2 separate regions of the Zea mays genome follow, and region 1 is linked to region 2. Evidence: chromatin contacts called from public Hi-C data. All regions are on one chromosome and are shown on one strand. The core of a region is the stretch at or near the end of the contact, and the rest is flanking DNA. Distances in the headings are between cores, read along the strand shown. Region 1 holds the start of LOC100170245. Region 2 holds the start of LOC100272744 (EC synthetase).

What was found. Hi-C and Micro-C count contacts between places; a contact is called where the count stands out from the background.
Region 1: a Hi-C map of leaf shows a contact between it and region 2, with 7 times the contacts expected there. The contact joins the promoter of LOC100170245 here to the promoter of LOC100272744 in region 2. A contact is called at or near these places in 2 of 25 Hi-C or Micro-C datasets (leaf and tassel).

Annotation. Positions count from the first base shown.
Region 1 is chr5:76,323,353-76,326,510 of Zm-B73-REFERENCE-NAM-5.0, reverse strand. LOC100170245 reads left to right here and starts at 1,460. Exons shown (of 3, transcript NM_001130126.1): 1 at 1,460-1,687; 2 at 2,514-2,900; 3 at 3,115-3,158. The coding sequence starts at 1,460.
Region 2 is chr5:76,073,287-76,076,064 of Zm-B73-REFERENCE-NAM-5.0, reverse strand. It overlaps LOC100272744 (EC synthetase), which reads left to right and starts at 1,419. Exons shown (of 10, transcript NM_001147197.1): 1 at 1,419-1,619; 2 at 2,459-2,632. The coding sequence starts at 1,506.

The sequences.
Region 1 (3,158 bases), core at 211-2,710, 250 kb before region 2:
GGTCGGCTGCCCTTGTCCGAGACTAGGCTCGGACGAGGCGTGATCGAGTCCCTCGAATGGACTGATCCCTGACTTAATCGCACCCATCAGGCCTTAGCAGCTTTATGCTGATGGAGGTTACCAGCTGAGAATTAGGAGTCTTGAGGGTACCCCTAATTATGGTCCCCGACAAGAAGGTTGCGGCGACGACATGAAGACAACACATGATACTGGAGATAGATTTGTGATCGATGGGACGATTGGACGACACAAAACAGTGGCCGAAATATGGTTTTCGTGTTGGATTTAAAACCAACATTGATTTAGGGAATCCCAACGAGGTTCGTAAATGTAGAGATGAAATTGAGTTTTGTATGGAGTTTGTAAATTTAAGGACCGACTTTATATAACTATTGGAGAAGAGTTTTCTCAAAAACGTCTTAAATTTATATTTAAAGAGTTATCTACATAACTATTGGAGATGCTCTAGGTACTGGTTTATCTTTTTTATGTTGTTGCATAGATTTTTGTGAAATTTTACATAAATATAGAAATCTATGAATATTTATCTATTCGTATTTTTGTCAGAGATAAAATCGGGTTCATCTGGGTGTCTTTTGTCTTCTCAAATTTCAAATGGGAAACCGAGAGCATATGAAGGGGAACTGGGGAAGGGATACACATACACTACTGCACGTCTACACTAGTACTGACTACTGAGGTGGCCCGAACAACCTTTATCCGATTATCCCCCCGCATTATCTCTCTCGGTAGTTCCCCCGTCCCCCTCGCGTGCGCTCTGTGGCGACGACTGCTCGGCCGCCGCCGCCCTACGCGCAGGCGCCCAGGTTTCCACCTTCGCCGGCGACGAGCGCCCACAAGGTGCGCACACCCCTCCTCCTCCGCTCCTGCCGTGCGAAACCGAGCACTCAAACCCAAGCTCTTTGTATCCGGATCTGAAATCTGGTCCAATTACAAGTGTAGTAGACATTTATTACGCCTAGAAACTTCGAATTTCTTTGCAAAAAATTGTCGGGGCGGGTCCGCCCCTGCTGCACCTGTCTTCGATTAAATGTACTGCCTCGGGCGAAGTTGGTCGGGTTACGCCGCAGTGGCCAATTCGAGTTTGGAAACCGCCAAGGTCATTGGATGGGAGTCACTGGAGTAGTGGAGTGTACGGTGCTTCCTCAGTTCTGAGATCTGAATGTAGTTTGCTCACTCAAGTTGGATTCCTGACTCTTCAGTTGGCGGCAACAGATTTTATCTTTGTCATTCATGGTTCTGAGGAATTACCCTTTTTTTTTGTGACCCTGATAAACTACCGAGCATCAGAATCAACCTACGCAGGACGTTAATTCTGTTTTGCTTAGATTCCATGTCTTCTTTGATGCTAAAATTTGGTGTGGTTAGCAGGAAAACAATGGAGTGGTGGGCTGCTGATGGTTTGTACTACTTCCGGACCTGAAAGGAGCTTTTTACAATGGCACCGGGAAGCAGCATTGTGACTGTAGTCCCCGAGTCGGACTGTGGAGATGACGATGGGCTTTCTGAATCACTTGGGGGTATCATGCTTGACGTAGACTCTGCAAGTAAACCGTGGTCTACATCGGCATCGCTAGCCAATGTTGCATTGTCGTCGCTGTGTGGCTTGAATGATTTGCTCGAATGCCCAGTGTGTACCAACTCGATGCGCCCACCTATACTCCAGGTCTGTCTGCTTAGACTTATCTTCTCCTTTTTATGTGCTTTGGTGATTGCAGTATGCATCTTCGCATGTTATCTGTATGCAAAGAGAATGCTGATAGCTTACATTGCCTATTAGATGTGTAGATTGAGTTAGTATAGAAGGTGGGTTATATGGTATGTATGTTGCATTTGCACCACCTTAAGTTATCTAGGTTTGCCCATTGATCTCAAGTTGTTCAAAATTCTGTTCTATTAAACATCCTAGTGTAACTTTTGTTATTGTCACATTGTAATCGACGTTAAGTTCTCTTGTATCCATGTGTTTATATCAGTCCTTTGTTTCCTCCATATGTTTATATCAGTGTATGCATAGTGCTGGAGCCCATGTATATTAGTTTATGTCTTCACTTCCTTAGAATTTGGTATGGTACTATGATCATGACCATCAACAAGCTTAAAGGCTTTATTTATAGCGCATTGGGATATTTTCAAGTTCCCCTGCCCACTCCACATACATGATACTATTGCGTGTTGTCTGTAATTAAGTTTATTGCATCCTTGGTCTACATTTTTTTGTCGACGAGTTATCTTTATCCTTCCAAAGAAAAGGTTAGCCTTATTATAATCACAATTCCGAAGTTGAGGTAATGTTTCTACACATTTTTTCATTAGAATAATTAGATGAGTTGCAAACTAATCGTGTTACTTGAATAGTGATGGTATCCGTATCACTTCAGGATTTACATCATGTAATTTAAACACCAGCTTCAATTGCAGTGGCTAGAGTTGCAGAGATGAATCCTGGAAATGGTAATGGTAATAATCTACTGGTTCCTTTGTTTCTGCAGTGCCCAAATGGCCACACGATCTGCTCTAGTTGCAAGCACAGGGTAGAGAACCATTGCCCAACCTGTCGCCAGGAACTGGGAAACATCAGGTGCCTAGCTCTCGAGAAGGTGGCAGAGCAACTCCAGCTTCCGTGCAAGTACCAGAGCACGGGATGCACCGAGATCCACCCATACAAGAGCAAACTGAAGCACGAGGAGCTCTGCAGGTTCAGGCCGTACAGCTGCCCGTACGCAGGTTCCGAGTGCCTGATCGCAGGCGACGTCCCGTTCCTGGTGTCCCATCTCATCAACGACCATAAGGTGGACTTGCACGAGGGCTGCACGTTCAACCACCGGTACGTGAAGCCCAACCCGTACGAGGTGGAGAATGCCACGTGGATGCTCACTGTAAGTAGAATGACGAGTTCTGTTCGTGCTTAGGTTTAGATACATGGGGAATTTTGCTGGTTATTTGATCTGGATTATATCTGTATGGTAGATATATGCATTTGACTAAAGTGACCTGCATAGCGATCTTCCTAACTAATAAACTTACTTCTGAGACGTCTTGTTTTTTTCTGAATGTGATCACACACTTGTGACTTGTGTTTGATACATGCAGGTTTTCAAGTGTTTCGGGCAGCACTTCTGCCTGCACTTCGAGGC
Region 2 (2,778 bases), core at 170-2,669:
TGACATAGTTTCCCATTAAGTGTCTGAAGCATTCTCTTCTCTCAGCATGCGGGAAAACATCATTTACAGCATGCATCAGACCTTTTTGTGCATCTGAGCATATAGCAAGTACTGTGATATCACCCACGACCTTTTTCAACTGTTCCATGAACCAAATCCAGTTGTCAACCGTCTCAGATTGGAAAAAGCAAAAAGATACAGGGTACATCCAATTGTGGCCATCTACACCAGTAGCTGATGCTAGGTGCCCGTTCCATCTACCGTTCAATGCTGTCGAGTCACCACCCTTACAATATCCAACGTATCTGGTTGTCGAAGTGACATCAATTCCAAGCTCGAATTCATGTTTTATTGCATACTGACGCATAGCAATCCTAAATTCTTTCATGTTAGGAAACAAACAACCTGGCTGCATAGAAGGATTAATCCTATTGTACACCACCCTCTTCTCATCTGGAATGTAGTCTTCACATTCCTCATCACCATGGTGTTCTTCGTTGTCAATATCCAATCTTTCTTGCGAATGAGAAGTTGTACCACTGCTATAAAATGTATCACGATTTCTATTTTTTTCAGCCTCATCATCTGAATTCAGTCCAAGATTACAATATACCTCATTTTCGCATGGAACTTGTACTCTTCCTTCTTCATCCAACTCATCAAAAACTATAATCGAATCCCAGTCCAGTTGTATTGTTCCATCAATCCTCTGCACTTCCTATATTACAGACAATGGAGAAGCATCCAATAATCAACGACAATATTTTCACAATTAATGACACAGTTCTGTAAATTTATCTCACCTCACTGGCACCTATTTCCCCCCTGTCACTGGTCCAGCAGTTGAACTCGGTGCCGCCAATGGCAACAATGGCGCAGTTGATTGCACAGGGCGTAGATCCGGGGAGTTGCTGTCTGGCGAAATGCCGAAGGGGTCGAACTCCATGGTTCCGAACTCACACAAACCCTAAGCAATAGGAATCGAGGAGAACTTAGCTAAAAGGGAGTTGAGAGGAGCGGTTTCGAATGGAAGAAGACGAGAACTCACCTCGCCGCAAGAGGAGGACAGTAGAAGACGACAGCTCTCTACACGCAGAGGAGACGCAAGAGCTGGGCGACGATAAACGCAAGAGCTAGGCTCTCTACACGCAGAGGACACGCAGAGGAGACGCACGAGCTGGGAGACGCAAGAGGAGGACAGAAGAAGACGCCGTCTGAGCTGGGCGACGGTAATGGCGCAAGGTAAGTAATCGCTGTTTGCTCAGCTCCAATTCACTGTCTCGTATCCATTTTAGTGATTGCCTACTGGCTGCGTCTCCAAAACAGCGAAGCCCTCGGCAACGCCTCCAATTCTTCAAAACCGTTTCTCTGATGTTTTATAATGGCAATTGTCTCGATTTTGACATGCACGTAGTAAGCTGGGATTCTTCGTATAGACCGGATTAAAACCCTAGGCCCTAGCCACCGCCCACCGTCGCCTCAGCAAATCCTCCTCCCGTTTCACCATGCCGCCCTGCTGCTCCCCCACCACCTCCGCCGTCACCGCTGCGGCGGCATCTCCCGGCGCCTCGCGCAGCGGGGGCCTCCTGCGCCGCTCGCGCCCAGCCCCCGCCGCCGTGGTGAGCTCCTTACCCCCACGCCCTGTTCTTATTTGCTCTGTTCGTGCCCGGGCCATGCGGCAATAATCACTCGCCGCCCTGCCATCCGGACCGACCGGTGATTTTACGGCGACGGCGCGTTCGGAGCTCGGGAATTGATATTACGGCGATGGTCGGCGTTCGGAGCTCGTTTTTCTTTAAATACTTTTTTCGCAAGCGCGGGTTTAAAGCTTTAGTTTTGGATCTTGGACACTAGAGAGTACCCATCTTGTATCTGCACACAAAGGAAGTAAGTTGGGAAGTTGTGCTACTAAAAGGGCGTTTTTCAGGACTCCTTCAATTTGTGGCTCCTTTAAAACGTCTCTGTGATGACCCAAGGTGGCGGTGCTTAGGCGCAGGTATGAAGTATTAGTGGATCTTTCGAGTATTAGGGTTTGGGCCATATTAGGGCCGTATTAATCTTCTATGGGCTGTAATAAGTGATTAGCCAAGGCATTAGCCATTCTGTTAGTTGGATCTCAGATGTATAAATACTGTAACTGTTTGTTGAGATGGAAATATGAAATGAAATAGGAACAGACACCTGAAACCGAACTCACCTGTCTCCTTGGCGTTGTTCTCTTCGCCGATCTGCTACTGACTCACGTCCGGCGAACCCTAGCCGCGGCCACGGGTCATCACAGTCTCCTGCTCCTGCTCCTCTGTTTTACGGCTTATTCTACAAAACGTTGGGCAGAACACCTCCGGAGAAGTCGGAGCCTTACCAAATAGGCCCTAATTTATGTCGAGCCTGTACAATGTGGATTTTTTTTGAACTTCTGCCTGGTTATATAAGCTAAAAAATGGACTCGTACGTGCAGAATTGTAAAAAGATTGATTCTCTGAGGTCAATCAATGGAGCACCACCTTGCATTCCGGTGTCCAACAGGTCGTTATTGACTCCTGTAACCTTGCCAGTTTTCCGGGATCCAAACATGAGGAACGACACGAGGCTGCGCATCTTCTCAGGCACAGCCAATCCTTCCCTTTCCCAGGTCAGTTGAGTCTAGCATGGAGAAATTTTATCTCCAATCTTTATTCTAGGCCTCTAGCATTGCATTGAGTTAGGTGGAGGCGACTAACTAAACTGTATTAACCAGCTACCACCTTAGAGCACTGAGTACATTAACTTTGTTTGAGT